Regions from separate parts of the Mus musculus genome. Here regions 1, 2, 3, 4, 5 and 7 are each linked to region 6. Evidence: chromatin contacts called from public Hi-C and promoter capture Hi-C data. All regions are on one chromosome and are shown on one strand. Each heading gives the region's core, a stretch centred on a gene start, on an enhancer-like site or on the middle of the called end of the contact. The rest is flanking DNA. Distances are from core to core; before and after follow the strand shown.

The links. Promoter capture Hi-C pulls out the DNA fragments that hold promoters and counts their contacts. A called contact is a pair of places that touch in the nucleus more often than the background predicts. Capture Hi-C pulls out chosen DNA fragments and counts their contacts.
Region 1: a contact with region 6 is called in a promoter capture Hi-C map of hippocampal neurons, with 3 times the contacts expected there. The contact joins the enhancer-like site here to the promoter of Cebpg in region 6. A contact is called at or near these places in 3 of 39 promoter capture datasets (cranial neural crest, hippocampal neurons and liver) and 2 of 9 other capture datasets (adipose tissue and macrophages).
Region 2: a promoter capture Hi-C map of adipose tissue shows a contact between it and region 6, with 2.6 times the contacts expected there. The contact joins the promoter of Garre1 here to the promoter of Cebpg in region 6. A contact is called at or near these places in 5 of 39 promoter capture datasets (the 3T3-L1 cell line, the C10 cell line, cranial neural crest and 2 more), 1 of 484 Hi-C or Micro-C datasets (CD4 T cells), 2 of 115 datasets of contacts at active chromatin or transcription factors (large pre-B cells and pancreatic cancer cells) and 2 of 9 other capture datasets (adipose tissue and liver).
Region 3: a Hi-C map of erythroblasts shows a contact between it and region 6, with 4 times the contacts expected there. The contact joins the promoter of Gpi1 here to the promoter of Cebpg in region 6. A contact is called at or near these places in 10 of 39 promoter capture datasets (the C10 cell line, the HPC-7 cell line, cranial neural crest and 6 more), 1 of 484 Hi-C or Micro-C datasets (erythroblasts), 2 of 115 datasets of contacts at active chromatin or transcription factors (bone marrow-derived macrophages and pancreatic cancer cells) and 3 of 9 other capture datasets (adipose tissue, liver and pancreatic islet).
Region 4: a contact with region 6 is called in a Hi-C map of regulatory T cells, with 6 times the contacts expected there. The contact joins the promoter of Uba2 here to the promoter of Cebpg in region 6. A contact is called at or near these places in 1 of 39 promoter capture datasets (pre-B cells), 2 of 484 Hi-C or Micro-C datasets (CD4 T cells and regulatory T cells) and 2 of 9 other capture datasets (adipose tissue and pancreatic islet).
Region 5: a promoter capture Hi-C map of erythroid cells shows a contact between it and region 6, with 13 times the contacts expected there. The contact joins the promoter of Pdcd2l here to the promoter of Cebpg in region 6. A contact is called at or near these places in 1 of 39 promoter capture datasets (erythroid cells), 2 of 115 datasets of contacts at active chromatin or transcription factors (bone marrow-derived macrophages and memory CD8 T cells) and 1 of 9 other capture datasets (adipose tissue).
Region 7: a contact with region 6 is called in a promoter capture Hi-C map of pre-B cells, with 3 times the contacts expected there. The contact joins the promoter of E130304I02Rik here to the promoter of Cebpg in region 6.

What each region holds. Positions count from the first base shown.
Region 1 is chr7:34,266,715-34,270,236 of GRCm38.p6, forward strand. The region is part of intron 2 of Garre1 (granule associated Rac and RHOG effector 1); the gene reads right to left. Among named protein-coding and RNA genes, the nearest start is that of Gm12758, 34 kb to the left of the region's middle. RefSeq lists an enhancer at 1-3,079. Within about 2 kb of position 2,002, at least 53 of the 459 cell types and tissues checked have an H3K27ac peak or open chromatin away from gene starts, as enhancers often do.
Region 2 is chr7:34,311,684-34,315,384 of GRCm38.p6, forward strand. It overlaps Garre1 (granule associated Rac and RHOG effector 1), which reads right to left and starts at 1,864. Exons shown (of 14, transcript NM_172741.3): 1 at 1,809-1,864.
Region 3 is chr7:34,228,410-34,232,346 of GRCm38.p6, forward strand. It overlaps Gpi1 (glucose-6-phosphate isomerase 1), which reads right to left and starts at 1,927. Exons shown (of 18, transcript NM_008155.4): 1 at 1,683-1,927; 2 at 874-964; 3 at 519-587. The coding sequence starts at 1,804. It overlaps Gm12762 (a long non-coding RNA gene), which reads right to left. Exons shown (of 2, transcript XR_881947.3): 2 at 2,773-3,937.
Region 4 is chr7:34,166,834-34,170,516 of GRCm38.p6, forward strand. It overlaps Uba2 (ubiquitin-like modifier activating enzyme 2), which reads right to left and starts at 1,696. Exons shown (of 17, transcript NM_016682.2): 1 at 1,540-1,696. The coding sequence starts at 1,677.
Region 5 is chr7:34,195,221-34,199,206 of GRCm38.p6, forward strand. It overlaps Pdcd2l (programmed cell death 2-like), which reads right to left and starts at 1,450. Exons shown (of 7, transcript NM_026549.4): 1 at 1,316-1,450; 2 at 1,052-1,218; 3 at 846-906. The coding sequence starts at 1,423.
Region 6 is chr7:35,054,531-35,058,612 of GRCm38.p6, forward strand. It overlaps Cebpg (CCAAT/enhancer binding protein (C/EBP), gamma), which reads right to left and starts at 2,036. Exons shown (of 2, transcript NM_009884.3): 1 at 1,846-2,036. It overlaps Gm45095 (serine/arginine repetitive matrix protein 1-like), which reads left to right and starts at 953. Exons shown (of 2, transcript XM_030243153.1): 1 at 953-1,562; 2 at 1,662-3,115. The coding sequence starts at 1,477. The coding sequence ends at 2,229.
Region 7 is chr7:35,800,128-35,804,056 of GRCm38.p6, forward strand. It overlaps E130304I02Rik (RIKEN cDNA E130304I02 gene), which reads left to right and starts at 2,465. Exons shown (of 3, transcript NR_033567.1): 1 at 2,465-2,894. Zfp507 (zinc finger protein 507) reads right to left here and starts at 2,862. Exons shown (of 7, transcript NM_177739.3): 1 at 2,707-2,862; 2 at 1,311-1,401.

The DNA.
Region 1 (3,522 bases), core at 752-3,251, 790 kb before region 6:
AGAAATGGCAGTGAAGCCTGGTATCTGGATCACAGAAGCATGGGGCTGGGGTGGGTCCTCCTAATGCACTGCTAGAGAGGTGGAGGTGGAATCCTGCTGTCAGTCTGCTGTCTTTGCTCTTTATTATGTACCTGACCTTAGATGAGTCATTTAAGCTGCAGTTCTTCTCTGTAAGAACTGCCCTCTTCTTTCCCACGATGGGTAAAGCATAAACCCAATTAAGATTGTGACAAAATACACGTTGTAAATAATTAAAGGCCAACCTAACCAGTAGTTAGCCCGACTCTTGGAAACTGGTTTCAGTGACTACTTATTATAAAATGTCACCTCAAGTAACAGACACATAAACATCACCTTCTGAGAGGACAAAGCTCCTGTCTCTGCTCACCCTTTATCTCATCTCCTTTCCTGGCTCAGCCCTCAACGCCCTTAATAGACCTCACCCTCCTTGACTCAGGGATGGGCCAGTTCTTGGGGACTGTCCTCACACAGGTTTGGAAGAATGTGTCCCAGGGTCACAGACAGCTCTCTCAGCTCACAGACTCAGGGCATGTAAGGCTGCAGAACAGATTGGATAAGCTGGAGAATGGGTGAGTGGAACAGTCAAGGCCAGGTACTTAAGTATAAAATAGCACTGAAGCTCTACCAACAGCCACCACCTTAACCCATGCCAGGAGCCACACACATGGTAAAGTAACCCATTTTACATATGACAAAACAGGCTTAAAAAGATAAATTTGCTTAATGTCAAGTAGGTTTAAGTGAGGAATGTCTGTCTCACTCTAAAAGACATTTCTGACCACCAGGTTGCCCTGTCTGCCTGTGACAAGATCCAGGATATAAAAACAACAGTGGGTAGGTACTAAAGAGAAGACATTCTGGAAGCAGATAATCGTTAGGGAGCTACTGAAACAGAACCCTGCTTACTGGAAATTCCTGATGGCCAAGACGGGTATATCACAAGCCTGGTGCCATGGTATATGCCTGTAATCCTAGCACTCAGGAGGCTGAGACATGAGATCCACAAACTCAAAATCTACGTGGATTACAGAGTGAGACTAGGTCTCAAAGCAGAACAGTTGCGCACATGAACCTTCTTATTCTCTTATACTGTATGCACAGTATCTACCACACTGTAGACATGGGTATAACCAGAGTCCCTCTCTTCTTGGTGTACCTGTTTGGTTGTTTAATGTTGCTGTTAATATTTTATTTTTATCTGTGTGTTTGTCTACACATATATCTATACCCCAGTGTATGCCTAGTGCCTGAAAAGGCCAGAAGAGGGTTTGGAACTGGAATTACAAAAAGTATGAACTGCCATGTAGGTGCTGGGAACTGAACTCAGGTCTTCTCCAAAAGCAGCCATCTCTCTACACCTCTTGTATGTTTCTTGAGGCAACAACTCATCTGGACTGGCCTCACTAGTGTAGCCTCACTAGTACAAGGGTGACCTTGTACTGAGTTTATAGGCCTGGGGCCACCACACCCTCTTTCTTCTCAGTAAGTTTTATAGCTTAAGCAGATTACAAAGGGTTCTAATTTAAGTCCATCCTGTTTGAGAACTAAGACATCCTTTCTGTACCATCATAGTTGTTGAGGGTCAACCTCTATGTTCTGAAATTTTGTTACAGCCATTCCTTCCTACAGCACTTTCTACCTGCTTGTGAATGGAACTGTGGATGCCTAGGTCAACCTCATCTCCCAAAACAGCTTACTTTTTTTCCATATTAACACAGATGGAAGAACCCAAAAGTTCACTGCTCTGCTCAACTCCATTCAACAATTCATCTTTCTTAGATCCCTGCAAAAACTAAGCCATTCTGTACCTTATGTCTGACCAGACAAAAAGTCTCTAGAGTGAAAGCAAGTTGCCAGACTGGCTGCTTCCAATTGAAATTCCAAAGCCATTCCATCATTTCCCTCTCTCCAGTACTTATATACCTTACGCATTCCATTTCATTTTCAGTGTTCACAACCTTGTTTTGAATACAGCTTATTGTCTATATGGTAATTCCAGAGTCATTACACAATGACCCAACCCACAGACCAGACCTTGATACTGCCATCTAAATGTGTCTCAGGAGAAACAGAGAACACAGACTACTTGAAGACTATGGAAAGTACTTATGAAAACTGCACTACAGGTTAAAAATGGGGAAAAAAAAAACCAAGCTTACTGAAAATAGCATGCAAACACTGACAAGCTGGTGCTGTACTGTGGGAGAATGCTTGTTGATCACGCAAGACTCAGATTTCCATCCCAGGGGTGTGGTTCCTTGATTAACAAAAAAAATCTACAAATCTTTTTGCAGCCAGAATTTTCAATCACAGAGAAAAGCCAAGCTATACATAAGGTGGAACAACCAGAAAATGTAATAAAGTCAGCATATGCCTACAACACCACATGTTCAGACAAAAGAACATTCTGACCTGGACAAGCTGCTATATTGCCAGTAAAAACAGCAGAGGTGGTTTCTGAGCTCCTGCCTGCCACATGGGCTAAGCACCATGACATGCAAAGCCTTTGACGGTGATACATCTTCACTTTTAACTGGACAGGGCTTGGAGGGGTAGGGATTCTGCTAAAAAATAAACAGTACTAACTATTCCTGAATAAATAAATAAAATACTTTGGGTATTTTAGTAAAATCTAGATGTTATTATATGTTGTTTTGTTGTTCATTTCCCAAAATAAATTATTATGAGTCAATAGTACAGCACCTGTTTTTGCATGCATAGGGTCCTGAATCTAATTTACTGCCATGTTATATGTGCTAAATATGTAAGAAATCTATCTTGTTCTTATTTTTGAGACAAGGTCTCACAATGTAGCCCTGGCTGGCCTCATATTCAGACATAAAGAGATCAGTTTGCCTCTGCTTTCTCAAACTCTGGGATTAAAGGTTTGTTCTAGTACACCTAGCCATTTTTTCAAGATTTTTAAAAAACTATATGCATATGTTGTGTGTCCATAGAAGTATAGGTACCCATAGAGTCCAAACAATCCCTTATAGCTAGAGTTACATACAGATGGTTGTAAGGCACCCAACGTGGATGCAGGGAAGCCAAACTCAAGTCCTCCTCAAGAACAATGGTTGCTCTTAACCTCAGAGCCATCTCTCCAACCTCACAAGAAGTCATGTTTCAGCTTCATTGCAAAAAATCTTAATACAACTTAAAAAAAAAAAGATTATCCAGGGAAAGGCTACAAAAGGTAAGTATCTAAATTCACATTAATTATGGTAAATCAAAGACAATATCTGTTCTTAAACTCTTTCCCCACTTCAGATGTAAATTTTCTCCATAACCAAATTTATATTGTATGTTTCTATGGGGTAGAAATTGAAAATATATCCAAGTCACCACACATCGTATGGCCTACAAGCCCACTAAAATTTAGGAATTTTTGTTGTTGTTGTTGAACTAAGTATATTTTTGTTAAAAAGTTGTCATTGCCCTTAAGAATGCTTCAAAACTAGGCATGGCAAACACCTGTAGGCTCAGCTTTTCAGGAGGCTG
Region 2 (3,701 bases), core at 614-3,113, 740 kb before region 6:
GCAAAGTATTTTGTATTTGTTTTTTTTTTTAAAGGATGCTTAAAGCATGCGGTCTTCCAAAAATCCAGAGATAATTTTAGATTGAAAAAAATCTAGGCTTGCCAAGGGAATCTGAGAACTTTTCTATCTTGGTCTCCAATGCTAACCTACGTATTCGTGTGCAAAAATAGAGGAAGATTAGAATCTCAAATGCCAGACTGAAAAGTTGCCACAACAAACTTGCACTCTTCATATGGAGTCTGTGATCTTGTCAGCAAGAAAGCAAATAAAACAGCAATAAAACCTTGTTTAATATGTATATCTTATATGTATATGTATCACACACATAAATATCAAATATAAAGAAAGTATTCTCTGAACTTGTAAAAGAAATGATCTTTTTAAAGATTACAAGGAAAAACTTACTATTTTCAAGGCACATAAAAACCTCCAAACGCACACCGAATCAAGCTCGCAAGTAGTCTTTTACAAATACATTCTTAGAACTTTAAGCCTAAAATAAGATAATAAGACAACAATGGTTACCTGGATGACTATACTGCCACTTGGGAAATATGTCTTAAAAATAAAAACAAATACAAAGGCAAGGCCTCTTGGCCTGTGTCTTTAATTCTAGCACTTGAGAAACTGAAGCAGAGAGATCTCTGTGAGCTTAAGGCCAATCTGGTCTACACCGTGGGGGTCTGTTCAAAATAAGTATGAGTAAATAAACAAATTTTTTAAAAAAGGTTAAAAATGTTAAAGCAATTATGAGAAGCAAACACAGATGTAATTTTCTACAACAGTGCGTTTGAGGTTTCCAAGCATATCCACAAGGAGAAAAACGGAATGTTACCTTTGACCCCCATTTGTAAATTTAGCCGAAGACAATAATCAAATAAATCCTTTTTGCCACAAGTGTTTTTTCTTGTGACAGGGACAATCAAATATTCATTAGAGTTTGGATAAATTATGGTACTCGATGTTCTACTACAAAACCTCTAAGAGTGACAGTATATATATCTGCACTTACTGATGTCACCAAAATGTTAGGAGCGGTTGTCACCGAGTCGCCGTGGTCATTTTCCCTCCTGACACTTTGTATACAGTGGCGAGTGTTTTTTACAAGGACAGAAGAATGAATCGCTTTCATAATGGCAACGGGTGGGGAAGGGCAAGGACAATCTATTTTCAAACTGGGGGCTCCCCAGGCTGATCGTTTCCCAGGCAATTTTGGTTAAAGTATAAACAAAATTCTTATCATGCCAAACAGGCATGCTCTTTTTCCCCTGCTCCACGAGGAGCAGGAAGACACACCCCTGACCCCGGCGCTCGCCCGACGGGTGTGGGTCCTTCCTCAGTCCTAGCCCAGCCTCGGCCCTCCTCTGACCCCCGCCGCGCCCACGGGCTCAGAGGGAGCCAGGAAGGGGCGCGCGGCCGGCCGGGGAGCCGCGGGGCGGCCTGAGGGCAGCGGCGCCCGCCTGTGCCCGTGGACCCAGGTCGCCCACAGGCCGCCAGCCCCGGGCGCACGGCGCCCCGAGCTTCCGGGAGCGGATCCCCCGCGGCGGCCCAAGGCAGCCGCGTCCTTCAGCGCCAACGCGCCCCTCAGGGTCTCGTCCCGGGCGCGCGCCGAGAGGCCCCTCCGGGCTTCCGTCCGCCCGGCCAGCGCCCGCCGAGCCCGGCGTCCTCCACAGCAGGCGGGCGAGGGACGGCGCCGAGGGAAGCGGCACCCCGCGAGCTCGCCTCGATGCCAGTCGCCCTTGCGACCCGCCGCCCGCTACCCCTAGCCAGTCCCCGCCGACCCGAGCCCGCTGGCGACCGTACCTCACCTGCGAAGCGCCCCGGCTCCGGCGCACCGCCCGGACCGGCTGTGTACACCGGAAGTGACGTCGGCGGGCGGCCCCGCCCCCGCCCCAGGCGGTCGCTGCGGTTTCCCCGGCCGGAGCCCACCCTCCCCTCGTGCTGGATGGGCGGCGGCGAAGCTCTGCGTTCCCTCCCTGTTTCCAGACCTAGTCGGAACCCTGCTGAGGGGCTCGGTTGCGTCCTCGCGTATTTATCATTGAAATTAATGATAGAACCATTGATCGCTAGACATCACACCTGACAGACGATGTAGGAGCGGGATAGTACTAGCACCCTCAGGGATTGCTTCGTGAGCGGTGCCAACAGAATACTACTGTCACAAATCACTGTAATGATGTAGTGCCATTTGTGGCAGATGGTAGGAGGGGAAAGTAGAAGAGAGAAGGAGAGAGTACCCCGACCCAATGGAAGTGGATGTCCAGATAATTACCCTCCGGGTTAGATCAAGAGCTAAGATCCCTAAAAGAAAAAGGAAAAAAAAAAAAAAAAAAAAGGAATTTTAAAACAAAACCTGAGGAGGACTACATGACAGCACACAGCAAAACACAAATAGGCGAAAGGGACCCGAGATCGTAGCTCGGAGATAGAGTACTACTCAACTTGTCAGGGGCACATATTACAGCCCCAGGGTTTTGCAATGAGAGTTTGGGAGGTTAAGACACATGTTTTAGGCTGGGAGTGGTGGTGCATACCTTTAAGTCCCAGTCACTCAGAAGACAGAAGCAGGCAGATTTCTATGAATTTGAACCCTGCCTGGTCTACATAGCAAATCCAGGGCTAGCCAAGGCTACATAGAACCTGTCTCAAAAAAAAAAAAAAAAAAAAAAACCACACACACACAAAAGGTGAATAATTATCAAATGTTTCATTGTCAGAAAACTAGAGAAGATAGGATTTATCTAAGAACATTCCAAACTCCCTGTTTTAAACAAGGGCTTATTTGGCAGTACTTGGGAAGCTGTCAGGATTGCCCAGACTCGAGGTCTGAAACCCGGAGGCAGGAATGGTTGTATCAGGCTGAAATCCAGTTTAGTGGTAAAGCACTTACTTAGCACAGGACAGGCATTGGGTTCACCCTCAGCATTAGGGGAAAGTATGGATGTAGATTTTGATGCAGTATTTGAAAACAACAAAATCTTTCAGGACTGGGTTGTGCTTGGCCCCAGATCCTAGGGTGCTAGAGACTCAGTGATCATTAAAGGTCCACCCAGGTCAGGGGCTACAAAGTTGACGTTCTCACAGTGATAAAGATGAAAGACATAAACACTTAGAGGAGTAACTGAAATGAAGGCAAATTTATTACAGAGAAATAAAGAAAAGTTAAAAAAGGGTGGTTGTGGGGCTGGTGAGATGGCTCAGTGGGTAAGAGCACCCGACTGCTCTTCCAAAGGTCCTAAGTTCAAATCCCAGCAACCACATGGTGGCTCACAACCACCCGTAATGAGATCTGATGCCCTCTTCTGGAGTGTCTGAAGACACCTACAGTGTACTTACATATAATAAATAAATAAATAAATCTAAAAAAAAAAAAAAAACGGTGGTTGTCTGAGTCTCTGTCTCAGGCCAGCCTGGTCTACAGAGTGAGTTCCAGGACAGTCAGGGCTATACAGAGAAGAAACCCTGTCCAAAAAAAAAAAAAGGTGGTAGTAGTAGTGGTATACACAGGGGGGAAAAAAAAGTAGCACATTTACTATGTTCTGGGGCCTGGGCAATGGCTCAGTGGTTAAGAGCACTGGTACTTCTGGCACCCACCTGGTGGTTCACAACCATCATTACTCCAATTCCAGGTGATCTGATACCCTCTTCTGACCTCCTCAGGCACCAGGCACACATACAGGCATGTAAAGCACTCATACACA
Region 3 (3,937 bases), core at 677-3,176, 830 kb before region 6:
AAAAAAATATCAACACTGAGAATTCTCAGTGCAGAGTGTCTCCTATGCCTGCAGGCTTCCCCACCAAGTCAGGGCCAGGGTTTCCCAACCGCTGTCATACTCTCACCTCTTATTCATTCCACTGTCAAAGAAACTAAGGGCTTTGGTGACATGATTTTTCTTGTCACTAGAACAACCTGTAGCAAGGATCCATCAGAGTATCAAGGTTGAAGTTGTCCAAGAAAATGTCTCAGCCATGTCTCAGCCAGCCTTAAGCAAATCCCTCCCTTCAGGCTTGGGTTGTGCCCCTCCCTGGACACCAGGAACTGTGCCAATTTGATTGCCAAGTCCAGGCTGCCAGTCTCAGAGAAATCACACCCCAAAGCTCTGCAACCTCTCTTGCCCCCAAAGAAAAGCCTTTAGCACCTTCGTGAGGCAAAAGCATTGCTTAAGAGCAAGGGTGAAGACACAGGGCGATGCTGATAACGGTCGGCAAAGAGGAGGAAGAGGGGGGGGGGGCGGCGGGTGTAACTGCTTACCTCGGTGTAGTTGATCTTGGAACCACTGAACATGTTGTCCCGTGCAGCCTCCACGCCTCTGGACTTGGCCTAGGGAGAGAAGCCACTGCTGAGGTCTTGTATCCCATCCCCCATCCTCATCACCTATCACAAGTCCAGCCCCCCTCCCCCCCCACTCCCCCCCCCCCTTGAGGCTGACAGATGTTCTTCATAGACAGATTCCTTTTCCAGCATCTTCAAAGAGTCTGCTCAATCAGCAGGGGGCCTGGAGATCCCTGGGATACCAACTCCACACCGGGACCTAGAACCCAAAACAAAGCGCAGCCCCCACCCACAACCCAACCCAGAGATCACAACTCCCCAGTCAGAACATTACCAGCTCCACCAGCATCTGCATCACCTCCTTGTTCACAAGGTTCTTGGAGTAGTCCACCAGAATATGCCCATGGTTGGTGTTGAGGTTCAAGCTGCAGAAAGATGGAGACGCTGCTGGTCACACCCCAGCGGCAGTGCCTGGCCACAAAGGCTGACCTGTAGCAGTGTTAAGTAGTGTAGGAAGCCACGCCACAGAAAGAAGATGTAGACAGATCCTGGGCAGAACTTCCCCCTTCAAGCTCCACATCTCAAACTTACAAGGAAACACCCAGGGAGAGGTATCAGGGACGTCCAGTGAGGAACCACAGGTGGTCATCCCAGGTCCCTCGCCTCCTGGCATCAGTGACAAGGCACGAAGATGCATCACATGTACGATTTCTTCCACCCTCCCTTCTATTTCGCAGTCGCTCACAAGTCTCTCTGGCCTCTGCATCCTGCCTCCGCCGCTCTATTTTTACACCGTGGCTCCCAGGAAATCTCAGCCTTACCCACCCTGTCTGACCAAAGCCCACTAGGAGCAGGTGGGAGGGGACAGCTCTCTCGTGCCTGTCGAGCCAGCAGCGGCTGCTCCTCCTCATGGGTGGTTAGAAATCCCTACTCAAATGGCTGAGACTGAGAGGCGGGGGCGAAGGGATCCCCAAGGAGGAGCCGATTCCTCCTAATGACTAAGCAGCCTCGGCCCTCTGGCTAGCACGCGGGTCCCAAAACCCACTCCAAGGAGGCATCAAGGACAAAGTGCGGCCCCGGCCTGGGCCCTGCAGGGCTGCTGGGGGGGGGGGGGTCACGGGAGCCCCGACCCCGTGCGTGCACCTGAAGTTGTTGAAGCGCTCCGGATCCGCCTCAAAAAGTTCGCGCAGCTTGAGGTTGGCAGAGTTCGCGCGGTGCCACTCCAGGAGCTTCTGGAACTGCGGGTTCCGGGTGAGCGCAGCCATGGCGAGGGACCCGAGAGGTACACGGAGCAGGACGTGCTCGGAAGAGGAAGGAAAGAGGAGCGGCGGCGCGCGGCAAGTCGGTACCAGTGCGCGCAGCGGGCTTTATGGCGCAGGCGTCCGACCCCGCCCCGCCTCCGGCCCCGCCCCACCTCTGTCCTCCGCGTCCGCTAGGCGACCTTGCCGGCAGCTGTAGATCTGGGGGCCTCTGCTGGCCTCTCTGTAACACAAGTGTGGCCACTTGCGATGAACCTTGGCTGGCTTCTGTTCGGAAGTGACTTGAAGGGCAGAGGCGGAGTTTCTCGTGCCAGATCCGCTTGCTTCTTTCATTCATTCATGTATTCAATTCAGCAGAACTTTTTTTTTTTAAAGAATTTATTTACTATATGTAAGTACACTCTAGCTGTCTTCAGACACTCCAGAAGAAGGAGTCGGATCTCCTTACGGATGTGTTTGCTGGGATTTGAACTCAGGACCTTCGGAAGAGTAGTTGAGTGCTCTTACCGGCTGAGCCCAATTTAGCAGAACTTTATGGAATGCCTTCCTGGTTAGAGGTACTAAAGCAAGTGTTGTGGGTACGTAAGCCAAATAAGTAAATAGAATTTATGGGATTTCAGAGCTGGCAAGTGCTCCTGAGAAGAGGCAAACTGGATGAAGCCCCAGAGATGAAACTGTGGTTAAGAACACATAGTTCCCTTGCAGAGGACCTGAATTGGGTTCCCAGTACTCATAACTGCCTGTAACTCCCGCTGCAACCAATGGGAATACCAATGGCACTTGCATCCTTATGCTCATACCCACCCCACACATAATTAATGCTAAAATTATATACCCACCCCACACACATAATAAAAATTGTATGTCCACTCCCACACATAATTAATAAAATATCCACCACACAATAAAAATGAAATTATATGTATATATATTTAAAGGCAGGTTGGAAATAAGCATTTCCTTTAACTAAATGGTTAAGAAAAAAAAATTCACTCTTTATTATATTTGAGTAAAAGCATGAAGGGGAAGAAATGAGCCAGTTGGCTACCTGGAAGGAAAGTGTTCAGTCAAAGGGAAAAGACACTGCAAAGTCTGAGACAAGAGCACCCATAGATGTCCCACAAACAGCACCCATAGATGTCCCACAAACAGAAGACACATGTGGCTGGAGTGGAGCAGATTAGGGGAAGAAGTCATAGAGGTGACATTAGAGAAGGGAATTCACCCAGTGGCTTACAAATCATTGTGAGAATTTTGATTTCTGTTTAGAGATGAGGAGCCACTGAACAAGTCCACATGGAGCAGGGACTTTATCTGACACACTGCCTAATGGATCAGTTAGCTCAGTGAGCTAAAGCAGGTCCTGAGGGAGGGAGCTTCAGTCAAGCAGGAGGAGACGGACATAGAGGATGGAATGAGTGAGGGATCCATAATCGCCTAGAGAGAAAGGGCAAGATATGCACTTTAGGATCCAACTTCCTAGAAAAACTGGATTCTTATCCACAAGTCCGAGGGACAAGGGAGACTTCAAATGAGGACGAGTAGGTGAGGTGAAGTGTTTGCGGGGGACTGCGGGAAATATGTGTAAGTCTTGATACTTGCTAAGCTTCCCAAACAGTGCTGGACATCTAGCACTGGGGTGGCAGGCACTGGGGTGGCACTATAATCCCAGCATGAAGGGAGGAAAGGCAGGAAGATCGAGAGTTCAAGGCCAGGGTCAGCAACATAGGAATCTGAAGCCATCACGTCTAAAAAAAACCCAAAACACAGGAACTGAGAATTTTGTAAAGCATTTGCCTCAGAAGCATGCGAGGATACGGACACGTTTACTCTCCAGAGCCCATGGAAAAACCTGCACATGGTGGCCTTTTGCAATCTCAGTGCTAGAGAGGCAGAAACGGGAGGGTCCTAGGGTTCAATGGCCAGCCTGGCCTCAGGGGTGAGCTCCAGATCTCACCAACAGACCCTGACTCAAAAAAGAAGCTGAAATTTTTATAAAGTATGTTTTTAAAAGAGGGGCTGGCGAACCTTAAAAAAAAAAGCAAGGCAGCTGTAGCGCACACCACTAATCCAAGCACTCTGGAGGCAGAGGCAGGCAGATCTCTCTGAGTTCAGGGACAACCTGGTCTGCAAGAATGA
Region 4 (3,683 bases), core at 446-2,945, 890 kb before region 6:
TTCCTTATCTACACATTCACTCAGGATTACTTGAGGGCTGTTGAAGAAAATGCCCTATGTATGGTAAAATAAATAAGTAAAGTAAAATCTAGTCTAGGAGCCGTCGTAGATGGCTAAACAGTTAAGAGTGCTGGCTGCTCTTGCATAGGACCAGGGGTTCAATTTTCAGGCTCAACATGGTGAGTCACAGCCATTGCTAACACCAGCTCCAGGGATCCAACGCCCCCTTCTGGCCTCTGGGGGCACCAGGCACAGACACAATGCAGGCAAATGGCCCATACACGTAAAATAAAGGAAAAAGTTTAAAGTAAAATTAAATTTTAATCTAATTGCTACTTTAAAGGGGAAAAGAATTAACATCATTTACATTCTATTTCAACAAACTTACATAAGCAACAAAATGTTCTCATCATCAAACATTCTAAAGTTTAGAGTAGTATGGGAAAATTATGGAACATAATCATTGAAATATTCATTTGTACTTCAAAGTTCACTATAAAAATTTAACCAAAGAAAATTAAAACAGAGAACAAGCATTTACTTTTTCAATTCACTCCTGTCTATTGAAAAATCTACTCTTAAAATAGCATCAAGCGTCACTAGCATATTATGGATTATACTATTTTCTATGGACCAAAACTGGGTGTGAAGCCTGACCAATGAAGAATGTTTCCCTCCAATTCTGCCTCAGCTGAAACCCTGACACCTGCAATTTCATCCCGTGTTTCTGTTAAACCTTAAGGCATCTTCAATTCACATCCAAGGTTCATATAATATCTCCAACACATTCACAAATTACAGGGGTTTCCTGTCATTGCACATTACGCTAACGCAAAACTTAAGAATCCTGACAACCAAAAAAAAAAATTTTTTTTTAATTTCTTGGGTAAGATGTTGCTACGTAGCCCAAGCGGACCTCAAACTTCCAGTTCTACAGTCTCTCGATGCACGGATTACAGTCTGTCACCCAATCCTGCAAACCCCAGGGAGTATCTATAATGACATAAACACGGATCTGCACGATGCCCAGACCAGAGGAGCGCGAGCCCCAAGGAGTCTAACCAGCCACTTACGGCGTGCCCCCAGGGTAAGTTACTCAACCTCATAGCGTCTCACTTTCCTCATCTGTTAAAAATAAAACGGGATGCAGACAGCACTTGCAACCTGAGGGCCGGTGGCAGACTCGGGAATGAATGCACGTGTGCACGCCCGGCGTGCTGTGGCTGGTGGCTGCAAACCGCTCGGCCGCGGGATCGTTATTTTAAGTTGGAGAATATTTGAATTAAAGTCACAGCATCTACAGGGTCTCTTCTTGCATCCCAGTGTAACTGGGGAAACTGCCTCGGGAGGCGGCGCGCGCAGGCCCAGGGAGCCGAGGGCCGCGAACAGGAGGTCCGGAGAGCCGGAGTCCCGCGTCCCACCAACCCGCTTCCCGCACGGTGATCCTAACCCCAGGCCTCTCGGGCCGCGCCGCCCTGACTCCCGCCCGGAACCGGGCCCCGCAGGCAGACCGCCATTCACCCGGAGCCCGGGCCTCACCAGGTCGATGTGGGAGAAGCCAGTGAGCACCAGGTTCTTGAGCAGCTCACAGCCGATCCCACCCGCGCCAACCACCAGCACCCGGCCGCCGGACACCGCCTCGGCCAGCTCCCGGGGCAACCCCCGCGACAGTGCCATGGCGGGACGTCTACGAGCCGCCTCACAGTCGGAGGCGGGAGAACCAGAGCGGCAGCCGGAAGTCGGTGGGGGAAGGGCAGCGCAGCTTCCGCTCCTGCGCAGTGCGGCCGCCATCCCGCCCCGGGATGGGCTCAGGCGACACCCTGAGTCCTGGGATTACTTCTCACACAATTCCAGAGGAACACAAACCAGCTCTCAGCCTGAGATGCCTAGGGTCACCTTCTAAAGACCTCGGTTTGAATTCCCAACAAAAGCTCTTTATTTAAAGGTTAAAAAAGCTATGACCCGGCCGGGAAGTGGTGGCACACGAGGAGGATTTCTGAGTTCGAGGCCAGCATGGTCTACAGAGTGAGTTCCAGGACAGCCAGGGCTACACAGAGAAGAAACCCTGTCTCGAAAAAACAAAAGAAAGAAAGAAAAAAAAGCAGGAAACACATATTAAACGACATACAACATAGCCACATTTATCAATATACTCCATGAGCTGGACCGATGGCCCAGAGGTTAAGCGCACATACTGCTACTGCAGAGGACCTGAGTTCAGCTGTCAGCATTCATATTAGGCAGCTCAACACTACCTGTAACTCCACCTACTAGGGATCTAACACACTCTTCTGGCCTCAGCAGGAAAACAGACACACATACTGCTTACATCCTCACAAATACATTCTCATACACATAACAAAAAATAACAATAAACCTTACAACTATATTCCAATATTAAAATTTTCAGCAATGCAAAAACTGCTATTATTTTTGCACCCACCAAATTGATGAAATATACTGTGGCTTTTGTCAACCACTCATGACTGCTAACGCTCTTGCTTCTGTTGACCATTGTTTGTCAATCATTCATGGCTGGTAACACTCTGAGGATAAGCCATGGAGCTAGAATGCCTCAGATGGAAATCAGGTCACAGAAACACTAATTTTCCTCTACTTTTCTGTCTTGGAACTGACTGTAAAGAAGTTCTCTGATTCACGCTGACTCCGGTACAGTCAGCATCAGTTATGAGACTGTTTCCTGTGTGTCTGCCACATGTACACACACTACATGTGGAGGCTAGTGTGCCCTTCCCCCCAGCCTTGAGCTGGCTGAATCAGACCGGTTTCTGCCACAGTAGGCTAGCCCACCCAGGGTGGAGTCTTCTGACCTAGGTGAAGTCTTTTGTCTGCCACATCTGCAGCTTCCTGCAAGAAGCTACCTGCAGAACAGCTGAGCTTGCTTTCCTGAGGTGATCCTGACAAAGTGGGGGATGGGTCTCCCCCCTTTAAATTTAAGACTATATTGAGCCTTGTTCAGAGAACTTTGCCTTGGCTTGTTATTTCTCTAGTCATCCTTCCCATCCATCCCCAGCTTTCCTTTCAGGAACCCAGTAACCCATGGCCACTGGCAGCTGCAGGCTAGAGGAGAATTCTGGGTATCATACTCTATCACTTTCCACCTAGGGTTTTGTTTGTTTGTTTGTTTTCATCGAGACAGGGTTTCTCTGTATAGTCCTGGCTGTCCTGGAACTCACTTTGTAGACCAGGCTGGCCTCAAACTCAGAAATCCGCCTGTCTCTGCCTCCCAAGTGCTGGGATTAAAGGCATGCACCACCACCGCCCAACAGTTTTGTTTTGTTTTGTTTTGTTTTAAGATTTATTTATTTACTTTATGTATGTGTATATACTGTAGCTGTACAGATAATTGTGAGCCTTCAACTGGTTTTGGGGAATTGAATTTAGGACCTCTGCTCACTCTTGTCAGCCCTGCTCGCTCCATCCCTGCTTGCTCCAGCCCAGAAATTTATTTATTATTATAAATAAGTACACTGTAGCTGTCTTCAGACACACCAGGAGATGGCATCAGATCTCATTACAGGTGGTTGTGAGCCGCCATGTGGTTGCTGGGATTTGAACTCAGGACCTTCAGAAGAGCGGTCAGTGTTCTTACCCACTGAGCCATCTCACCAGCTCTCCACCTGGCTTTTATTTTTATGTGTGCGTGTGCATCATGTGCATGC
Region 5 (3,986 bases), core at 200-2,699, 860 kb before region 6:
AAAAGTTTGGTATTAGGGGCAGGGAGATGGCTCAGCACCTACATTAAGCAGCTCTCAAAACACCTGTAACTCCAGCCTCAAAGGCTCTGACACACACGTGTGAAGCACACACTTAAACAATTGTTTTCCTGACAGGGTTTCTCTGTGTAGCCCTGGCTGTCCTGGAGCTCACTCTGTAGACCAGGCTGGCCTTGAACTCAGAAATCCACCTGCTTCTGTCTCCCGAGTGCTGGGCTTAAAGACACGTGCTACCACCACTTGGCCTAGATTCACTTTTATTCCACGTATATGGGTGTTTTCCCTGCATGTATGTCTGTTCACCACAGTGTGCTTGGTGCCAGTGAGGCCAGAAGAAAGCATTGGAACCCCTGGAACTGGAGTTACAGGTAATTTTGAACTGCCACCTGAGTGCTGAAATTTGATCCTGAGTCCTCTGAAAGAGCAACAAGCAATCTTAGCTACCGAAACATCACTCCAGCCTCCAAAAGCAATCTTTTAAAAAACTGTCTTAAGGGACTGAGAGAAGGCTCGCTCTTCAAGAGGTCCTGAACTCAATTCCCAACAACCTCATCACAACCATCTATACTGAGTCTGATGCCCTCTTCTGGCATGCAGGTGTACATACAGATAGAGCACTCATACATACAGTAAATAAATAAATCTTCTTTTTAGCTGTCTTAAATAGGATGTGGTGATTCATAGCAGTTATCACAGGACTAGGGAAGATTTAAGCCAACAAATTTATGAGAGTTAAAGGCCAGCTTGGGCTAGAGAGGGGAGACAAGTTGCTGTAAACGATCCTCAAATTATTGAAAAACATAGTGTGCCAATCAGAATCGCTTTACCTGCGCGTTCCAAGTCTCTTTCTCTGGCACTTGCAGGCACTGGGAACGGAACACCTTCCAGCTTAGAGGCAAGACAGACACAGTGAGGGCTCCACCCTGGACATCCAGCCCCACCGAGTGTCACCCGGCCCGCCTCGGCCCGCCCCATCCCGCCCCATCCCGCCCCGTCCTGGGACCAGACTTCACGACAGGACTTCCCCGCCTACCTGCGCGTCTGGCTGTTGCCGCAGCCTGGACGAGCACAGGCGAACACGTACAGAAGCCGATGGAACGGGGAGCCGTCCAGCGGGCAGTACACCTGCACGACGAGCGTGAGCGGCTGTGCGCAGCGGCCACACTGCGGCCCCGGAGTGGTAACGGCCGGCAGGGCGTCCTGAGGAGCAGGCTGCAGCTCAGACCCCCGGGACCCACGCCGCTCCCGCCCGGACACCCTCCACGCGGCCCCGCCAAGACATCGCAGCCGCACTCACCGGAACGCCACCCAGCTTGCTAGAGGTCCAGGCGGAGGGCCCTTTGGGGCAGCCCTTCACCGCCGTGTCTCGAAGTCCCAGCAGTACAGGCTTCCTGACGGCCGCCATAACTACTGGGCTCCCACGTGACAGCGCGAGCTACGGTGGCCGACAGAGAGTGTTATCTGCGCACGCGCGCCGCCTGCTCCTCCCCGACTCCGCCCCAAAGGGGTCCTGGACGGAGACCACCTGTTTTATCTCTGATATCTTGATAGGATCTACAAAGAGGTTTAACTAGACGTTGACAACTGGAAACAGGATGACGGTATTGGCAGACAACAAGAAACATAACAAAAATAAAATAAAATAAGCCGGGTGTGGTAGCGCACGCCTTTAATCCCAGGACTCGGGAGGCAGAGGCAGGTGGATTTCTGAGTTCGAGGCCATCCTGGTCTACAGAGTGAGTTCCAGGACAGCCAGGGCTATACAGAGAAACCCTGTTCGAAAAAAACAAACAAAAAGTCCTTACATTTTAAAAAATAATCATTTATTTTTTTATTTTATGTGCATTGGTGTTTTGCCTGCATGTAGGTCTGTGTGAGGGTGTCAGTTCTTGGAGTTTCAGTTAATTATGAACTGTCCTGTGAGTGGTGGGATTGAACCTGGGTCCTCTGAAAGAGCTCTTAATTCCTGAGCCATCATTCCAGCCCCCCAAAGTCCTTAATTTTGACAGATACATTTAAAATACATATGAAGACTGAAGATTTGAGCATATGCCACAGCGGGGTTGTGTAACCTCTATGTGTTCGAGGCCAGCAGTCTACAAAACAAGTCCAGGACAACCAGGACTGTTACACAGAGAAACCCTGTATGGAAAAACAAAACAAAATAAAAATGTTGAGCATGTACATAGGTTACTCAACTGCTTACAACTCCAGTTTGCAGAGGGTAGGCAGGAGGGGAACCAATGCCAATTCTTTTTTCTGGAGTCTGTGGACAGCAGGAATACACATGGTGCACATTAAAGTAAATAATAAAAAGTTTAGCCGGGCAGTGGTGGCTCATGCCTTTAATCCCAGCACTTGGGAGGCAGAGGCAGGTGGATTTCTGAGTCCAAGGCCAGCCTGGTCTACAGAGTGAGTTTCAGGACAGCCAGGACTGCACAGAGAAACCCTGTCTCAAAAAACCAAAATAAGAAAAATTTTAGTGATGAGTTTTACTAAAATAAAAAAAATAAGCACATTTGAAAAGCATGTATTGCCAGGTAAGGGTGAACTCTGGTTATAGTTTGGACTAAATAGTGAAACTCAACCCAGCTCTGGCTTGAGAGTATCTCAAAAGCAAATAAACCCTGAAATTGGGACTGGATCAACCAACCTGATCAGTAACTTTCAGGCTACTGAGACACTGTCTTTATAAAAAAATAAATTAAAAAAAAAGGACTGACTGGACCAGAGGAATCACATGTGAGGTTATCCTGTGTCCTAAACACACACACACACACACACACACACACACACACACACACACACACACACACAGAGCCAGGGAGCAATCCAGCAAGCAGTTGCTCATTGGCTCTTTCTAGGACTTCCCTCAATAATAGATCATGACCGGAAATTATAAGCCAAAGTAACCCTTTCCTCCACAAGTGTTTAATCCCAGAAACAGAAAGCACATGTGAGTTTGACTACTTTGAGAAACCATAGCAGTGTGAGAATTTTAGAAATGGGCTAGAAAGATGGCTCAGTGGTTAAAAGCACTGACTGCTCTGCCAAAGGTCCCGAGTTCAAATCCCAGCAACCACATGGTGGCTTACAACCATCTGTAATGGAATCCGGTGCACTCTTCTAGTTTGTGTCATTTCCACAAAGGTAGCAGCCAGGATACAGGGAAAGAAGAGTCTGCAGCAAATCTCTCAAAGTCATGTCTTTCCCTCTCAAGGGAGACATTTTTCTCCAACTGAGCCCCACCTACTTTCCACCACTTACCAATAGTGCCACCTGCTGGACACAAGTCAAGCACTTGAAACTTGGAGAAACTTTACCCCACAAGTGTGTCCACATGATAGATTGAACCCAATCTTTGAGCATGCGCTACCACTGACCTATATCTGAGACCCTACTGTGACCTACCACCCTTTTCTTGAGACACGTTTCCACTGTATAGCTAGACAAGTCTGGAACTTGCTCACTCAGCCCAGGCTAATCTCAAGTAAGTACCATATACATCCCATTACTGAGTATGTGCCTGCCACAATACATGTGACATCAGCTCACCCCATCCACCTTTATATAGGTTTCATAGATGAAACTCAGGTGACTTGAGTGTAGTTTTTTTTTTTTTTTTTTTTCAATTTTTTATTAGGTATTTAGCTCATTTACATTTCCAATGCTATACCAAAAGTCCCCCTTACCCACCCACCCCCACTCCCCTACCCACCCACTCCCCCCCTTTGGCCCTGGCGTTCCCCTGTACCGGGGCACACAAAGTCTGCGTGTCCAATGGGTCTCTCTTTCCAGTGATGGCCGACTAGGCCATCTTTTGATACATATGCAGCTAGAGTCAAGAGCTCAGGGGTACTGGTTAGTTCATAATGTTGTTCCACCTATAGGGTTGAAGATCCCTTTAGCTCCTTGGGTACTTTCTCTAGCTCCTCCATTGGGAGCCCTGTGATCCATCCATTAGCTGA
Region 6 (4,082 bases), core at 786-3,285:
CTCCTTCAAGGAGTTCAGTGTAAGTTGTCCACTGGAGTTGTGAAGAAAACATACACTTACTTGGATGTTATCTTTTAAATACTCATATGCTTGTTTGAATGTTATCCTTTAAACCTATTTATAGTACTAGTTAGCACATTCAAAACAAATTGTTTATAAATATATATTTATTAGGAGTTCCTGTTCAGGTTTTTTCCCCCTCTTTAATGGCAGGGCAGGGCAACGGAATAGGGAAAGGACCAACAAACTTGCTAGTGTAAGAACCTATGTACCCACCCCTCTGAGGAAAACCTAAAATCGCTCCAGGACTCATTACTGTGACTGAGGCAACTTTTGACCAGGTCCTGTGTCTCCCACGATCTCTAGAGGGACTGTTCCCAGGGACTTTCCCAGGGTGTATTTAATTCACTAGGGATGAAAGCACCTCTCCAAGATCACAGTGCTGGGACGACAATCATGACAGGTTGTGAGAATTTAAAGGATATTGGGGAGAGGGGAGGGAGGAGGTCTGTTCCCACCTATTTGTTTCTGATAGGTCATAAAAATAACTGAGTCAGTCAAGCATGTCCATCAGACTCAGGAAACAGGCTCAAGCTTTTTTTCAGCTCAGTAGCATCCTGTCATTATTTACAGTTTTTCAGGAACAGGGAAATGACCACAGGGATAGCTAGCTTATCATTACTACTACTCAAGTGGCCATAGATGAACAGACCTTAGAGCGCTTTGAAGGCTAGAAATGTGGCTCAGAGGTAGAGGGGCTTGCCTACCATACTCTGAATTCTTCTATGTACAATTTCTCAATAGAGAAAGACCTTATGGTGCTTTGTTTCAAATTCCCTCTGTGAGACAGGTCTGCACTCAATGATAATATATTCAAATAAGGATTCAAGTGGGTGGAAACTCAAGAGACACAACACCCAGCTGTTGTGCAACCCACAAAGGTTAAAACCTTTCTAAATTTGATACATCTTATGATGCAGTTTACAAAGAAACAAACAAAAAAGCAAGAAGGAGCAGAGCAAAACAAAGCATGCCAACCTTCTTAAGACCAGAAATACACAAGCCCACTTGGAAAGAGAAACAATTCTCACACCCGCATGCCCAACTTCCCCACCTGGATACCTCCGCTGGCTCTTTTCCCGAGCTCCCTCCAGGCGAGCTAAGGAAAGGCTTCATGGCTTGACCTTCTGCGTCTGGTGCGCGATCATCTAGGATGTCCTCCCCCTCCCAGTGAACTGCAGGACACACGACCGCGTCCAAAAAAACAAACGAAATCTCCCTCTTGCAACGTTACGTGTGTAAAAACTCGAGTGCCTTCCCTAGATGACCACTAGGTTATTAACTCCAAATAGGACCCGGGCCATCCCCCCCAGACCGAGCCGTTTGGGAAGCCGACAGGAAGAGAGTCCTAGGTGGCTCCAAAGTAAGATTCGGTCCACCTTCTATTCTAGGAACACCCTCCATCCCTAGGGGCCAATGCGCGCCAGGCTTGTCACGCTGCACGTCGCCGAGGGGCAGGTTCTGGAGGGACCACCTGGTACTCCATCCCTTCCCCGACTGTGGTGAGGGGGCGCCCGGGGGAGCGCGGGGGTCGGCGCCAAGCGCGGCGGCGCTGGGCCGTGGCCAGGGATGAGCTCAGCCCCGCCGGGTGTTGCCCGCAGGTTGCATCAGACGCCGCTCCGGGCCCCCGCCCGCGCCGCCAAGCCGCCAGGAGCCTTCCGGGCCAACCTGCCGAATCGGGCAGGGCCGGGTCTCCTCCGGCCGGGTCGGCGCCTACGCGAGCGGCGGGCTCGGCCGCGGCCTCCTCCCCCAACCCCTCCGAGCTACAACCCGCGGCCTCCTTACCTGCGCCTCCGGCCGGCCCGCCCGCCCCCAGACGGCCTCCACTCCGAGCGGCCCCGCGCGGCGCGGCCCGACCCGACCCGACCCAGGCCTCGCAGCCCGCGAGTCGGCGAGGAGGAGCGACGGTTACGAAACCGGCAACCTCCGCCCGTTCCGCCACCGCGGCCACCGGTTTTCCCCGCCTCTTCGGGTCCGCGCGCTGCCGCCGCCGCCGTGACCAATAGAAGCGCTGCTTGGAGAACGACGCGCTCGCCTCTAGAGATGGGCAGCTCCACCAGCCAATCACAGGCCGTGTGCCGGCGAGAGGCGGGCGCGCGGCGGAACGGGCGTGGTGGGCGTGGCAGCACCGGCGCTGGCTGGAGGCGCGCTCGGTGGTTTCCCCCTTAGGCTGTCGGTGGTGGCAGGCGGTGGCCCTGAGCCTTGGGAGTGACCCATGGCAAGCAAAGTTCTATCAGAGTTACGAGGGCCTCACCTGCCTTAGGGAAAAGACATTTCCTCAGGTGGATTTTTGAGTTAGGGTGGGTTTTTTGTTTGTTTAGGCCTCACGGCCCTGAGGCATCTGCACATTTATTTTGATAAAAGCACGTTAAGGAAAAACTGTCCAGTGCTAGGGTTAGCACTTGTCAGACGCTTGACAACAGCAGACTGTGGCTGCCGAACAAATCACGATTTCCAAAGTGTGCTCACCTCCGGAGAGCAGATGATGGATATGAGGTGCTCTCTTAAAAGTGACAAGTGGTCCAGCCTGGGTCTCCCGGGAACAGTTCACAAGAGAATCAAAAAGCGGGTTTTTTTGTTGTTTTGTTTTGTTTTGTGTTGCTTTTTGTTTTTGTGTTTTGAAAAACAGGAAGCAGCGCTGGGTGGAAGGCAGAGCCTGCCCGAAAGGTTTGATTGCTTCCTCTTTAGCAATGCTTATCATTCAAAACTCTCTGGCTTTCAGAAGGGAAATGTTTCTTCATCGCCAAGGCCAGGAGAGCAGCTCTCCACATAAGACTTCGAGGAATCCCTGAGAGATGAAAATACCTGAAAAAAAAAAAGTCAACCACAGAGAATGACCCCTGATAACCCCATGCACACTTGGGGAGCTAATGTCTCAAAACCAGTCAGTATGTTTCTTTAGGTTTGGATCGCTGTGTTAAGAGCCATTTTTTTCCCAAGACTTAGCACTATGAAAGGTGAACCGTGCTTTGTTTCTCACAAAGACCACGATTTTACCCCTAATGTTTTCTAGTCATATAAAAACTATCGAAAATAAAAACATCCTTGCATGTCATATGTATATTGAGTTAGCCTCTTTTTTGCCAGCCGCTCTGCCAGCTGCATTCTGTGTTGTGTCTAGGCAAGCCTTCCACAGCCAGCAGTCAATGCCCAGGAGTCTTGAGATTTCCTCTTTAGCTGATATCCTGTAATTCTTTTCCTGATTACAAGAACGGTATGTGCTAAAGTGTGGACTAAGAGTCAGCAATGGAAGAAGACAAACACACTGTCCCTGCCCACAGGGAGCTTACTCTGAGAACTACAGAGACATGATTCAAGCCCCATTTTCATAGACACTTAAGGAAAGAAGTCCAAGATGCTAGGAGATATTGTAAGAAGGGGACCAGACCTGATCTAATGTGTCAGAGAAGGCTTAAAAGATGAGGCGGGTTTGGCTTTGCTTAGAGGCCCTGTGATGGCCGGAACATAAGGCTGAGGCAAGGTAAAGTAGGGCTGACCAAGAGAGACCAACAGTGATTTTGATGGAGGGTAGGGCATTGAACCCAGGGTGTGCACACATACAGGGTAACACTCCTCTACCACTAAGCCAAAACTCAGCCCAGGAGAACCTTTTCTCACTGTCAGCAATAGGAAACACTCAACATAAGGACATAAGAACCCTGGGAACACTCTGCCTCCAGGTTGAAGAAATCTAGTTTGTTTGTTTTTTGTTAAGTCACAAAGACTTATGCCATCTCAGTAAAGGGAAATGTCCTGTGTATATCTGTGCCCTGCTAATGTCCAAATATATTCTAGAAACCCAAAGAAGTTGTAAACCAGCAGTATATTAAAATCTCCTTCAAAGGACTTGAGAAGTAGGAGATCCTGTTAGCTGAATAATCTAGCCACTTAACTACTGTGACTAACCACATGTATTGCCAAAGTGCTATGGTCCAGGGTCAGAATGTTCCCAGCTTCCAATCCTTACAGCAGTGGTTCTCAACCTTGCTGTGACCCTTTAACAGTTCCTCCTGGTGTGGCAA
Region 7 (3,929 bases), core at 1,215-3,714, 750 kb after region 6:
TCTAAGGTAGTGAACAGATAAAAATCACTGCACTGCAAGGTTCACCAAGACACAAGCCTAGAAATGTTAGCCACGAGGGAGATAGCTTTTTTGTAACCACTAGATCAGAAGACCCAGTCAGAACAAGTGAATTAGGTACTCTCCTAAACCAGCAGTGTTCTACAGTCTTTCATACCGAGTCCCTGACAACAGTCATCCACAGGGAAAAGCTTGTAATTAATGTCTTTCCCAAGAAAAGTGAACAAATTCAGTTGTCTTTATTTTCTTGTAATTTGCTATTTGGTGTATTTGTGTATGTAATTAGTTCCTTTTAGTTATAGCAGTATGGCTACATGTAGAACTGAGCGAAATGATTCATGTGGGCTTGAAGAAAGGCTCTAATTTTCTGGGTATATACAAAGAGAGAAAGACGATATAAAGAAATCTTCTTTTAGAGTATGCATTTCGTTTTTCCAACTAAGTAAATAAACAAACAAAACCCCACACCAAAACAACAGAAGCGATGGCCAATGAATTTCACACTCTTTCAGACATCTGTTTTAGCCAAAAGAAGGTAGGGTTCCTCTGTTCTCTGAAGTGCCCTGGCTGCATGATCCAGGCGAGTCACTCTTTGTTTTAGCTTCTTCTGGTGTGAAATGTGAGGGGAAAGCTGGATGAACTTTTAGAGATGGAATCACAAACTGCCTATTAAAAGTAACCTAAAAGCTAGTTTTACTTCACATCTTACAAAGGTCAGTTACAATTTATTTAAAATCTTCTCAGCTCAATGTAATAATAGCAACTGAGAGAAAAACTGGAGTATAAATACAGAAGTATACTGGTTTCATAGTATAGAGTGTCTTACCTGCACCTAGCCTGGGACAATATTTTGACTTTGCAGCTACAATTAAAACACAGTCGTAGCTAACATCAAGTAGTGTTCAGCTTCATTGTAATTTATGAAACACACATGCCAAACATAGCGCTGAAGACCACCTGTCCTGGAGCTGCAAACCCAGAATTAGGCCTGCGTCCATTTCCTGTAATATTCCTGTAATTCCTGGTGGCCAAGCCCTTCTTTGGACACAAAGTGTCAAGGAACACCTCTGAGGCTCACAGACGTGAAACAGTGCCTGGCTTCAGAACTCAAACCACGCTTTCCCTAGTATACCGATTTCCCTTTCCATGCTCAAGGTGAGCATGATCAAGTAACAGCACCGGATGGATGCTAGGCAGCAGCAAACAGCTTCGTTTGCTCAGAGTTCTGTGGGTCCAGTCACAGTGGTGGCGGTTTATAAATAAGGCATCTCAGTGAGATGTAAGTGACTTACCCAAGGTTACATGGCTGTTAGTGGCAGAGCCAGTGTCTTTCCAATCAATTTCTGAAACAGATAGTCTCCTGGATCGATATTCACAATCCAGCTGTGGCCAAGAAGGAAATAAACACCATCAAACACGTCTCTCCATTGGCGGGCGAAACACAGTAACTTATTTCGGCAGTGAAGAAACTTCCAATACTTAACATTGAAAAGAAATTTCGGAAAGCTGTTCATGCAATGTAATTGTGTGAGGCAAATTTACATAATTTACTTAACAAGTAGAGGATTTTGCAGAAGCTAAAACAAATCAGCCTGGAAAACTTCTAACAATTGTATATTTTAAACCTCCCCCTCCATGTAAGTAATTCACTCAGCAAACTACTGCTTTTACTGACATAATTTTCTAACCAATATGGAATAATAAATGACATATTGCTATTCTAACTTTAACCGAAATTACAGCCTAAGGGGTGATTATGTAAATTAGTCAAACACAGTGGGCAGAAGAGTACCATGAAAAGATGCGACAACGTGGCTTGACCTATATATTCTCCAAAGCAGTTTCCTGCCCTGGTCCTCCTTTTTTTTTTTGGCTACTGTTTTCCTATTGTTGCTTTAAAGTAGGCTTATTCGGTTCCCTTAGAAAGTAACTTAGCGATTACAGTTAAGTAAAATTAGTACACCGCTAGGGCATCCTCCGAGTTTCCAGAGTTACCATGGTAAAGGAATGAAGGGTCAAACTTTCTCTTTTTAATCAATATAGCAATCCATACACAGAATCAGACCAGTAGAGTAGAAAGTACAAACTCAGACAGAAAAGGGGGTAAATCCAGTAATTGCCTTGGGCCATGTAGACTGAAAGCAAATTCCTGTCCACTGTCAGCAACCTTTGGTGGGGGTGGCTGCCTGGACCTAATTAATCACCCAGGCCTCGGACTCCAAACAACGATCGGGATGCCCCAGGTCTGGAAAGGTGGGCACTTTCACCAATGGTCTCAGCGATCTCTGGAAAGATCAGTCAATCCCAGAGGATGTGTACGTGTGGGAGGCCACGATTGCTATTTTTCGTTTGCGCTGGCATTTCCTACACCACGCAGTGCTTAAAGGACGGGGGATTAAAGAAACTTAAGCTCCATCCTGGCTGGCCTAAGCGCTTTCACGTCTCCAGAAGGCAAAGGCGCTTCAGCGGGACCTGGGGAGCAACGGGACCCCCACCCCCAGCGGCACGGCGGGCCCGGGGTCTCCACAGGCCCGACAGAGGGACGACAGTACACACAGGGCCCTGGAGCTCAGGCTCGGGTGCGTGGCAGTGCCGCGGGCGTCACCGGCGAGGAGGAAGCGGGCGTCACCAGCGAGGCCGCACATGGCCGGCGGCGCTCAAGCGGAGGGGCGGCCCGGGGCGCGGTACCTGCGGTCGGGCGGCGGGCTGCTGCTCCTGCGAGCCTCCTTTGGCCGGCCGGGACCCCACCGTACCCTCGCCCTCGTCCGCCTCGCTCCCGACTCCTTTCCCTCTCTTTCCCCCTTTTTGCCCCTTCCTCGGCCGTGGCTCCAAGATGGCGGCGCCGAGACAGATCACGTGAGCGGCGAGCCGGTCAGGTGAGCCTGGAGGCGCGCGGCGTGGGCGGGGCTGTGGTGGGGTGGAGCCACCACAGACCACGCCCTCTGGCAGAAAGGGCCTTAAGGCTCTGGGCAGATGCTGTGGCCATCCAGGTCCTGTCAGAGCTGGTGTTGGTCTAGAACTCAGTTGATATCCACTGTGGCCTCAACCTGCTGGGGCATTCTTCATCCCCTCATTTACCCCATCGTTCTTTACATCCTTGTGCTTGTGAATCTGGCTGGACTTTTTTTTTTTTTTTTTTTTTTAAAGTTTATCGAGGGCTGGAGCGATGGCTGGAGTGATGGCTGGAGCGAGGGTTGGAGCGATGGCTCCGTGGTTGCTCTTATAGAGGACACAGGTTTGGTTTCCAGCACTCATACAGTGGCTCACAACCATGTGTAACTCCACTTCCAGGGACTCAGAAGCTCTGGCCTTCTTCTGACCTCCACAGACTCCAGACACACACATGGTGCTCAGGTATACAGATAAGTAAGCCATTCACACACACAAAATATTATCTACGTATTTATTTATTGTTATTTGTGGAGACTTGTGGTCAGAGGAGAATTTTCAGGAGTCTGTTCTTTCCTTCCATGGTATGGGTTCTGATATTGAACTCAAACCTTCAGACTTGGCAGCGAGTACCTTTACCCATTGAACCACATACCTCCTAGATAAATGCTCTTCCACTGAGCTATTGAGTTTCCTGAAACAACTCATCCTGGCTTCTAATTCCTTATGTAGTTAGCCCAGGCAGACATTTGAAGTTGTGAACCTCCTGCCTCAGCCCTCCAGGGTAGCTTGGGAGAGTAGATGTGTCTCCACCATACCAGGCTCTAATTGGAGCTATTATTTTTTTCAGGCATCGTATGCTGAAAAATGTAGAGGTCCTAACCGTATGTCTGATGAGAGGCAGTGCTGGCTCTGGGTCAAAAATACTTTCTTTTTTTTTTTTATGTTTAAAATTTAAAAAAGCATTTATTGATTCGTGTGTGGAAGACAGAGGACAATTTTCTGGAGTTGGTTCACTTTTT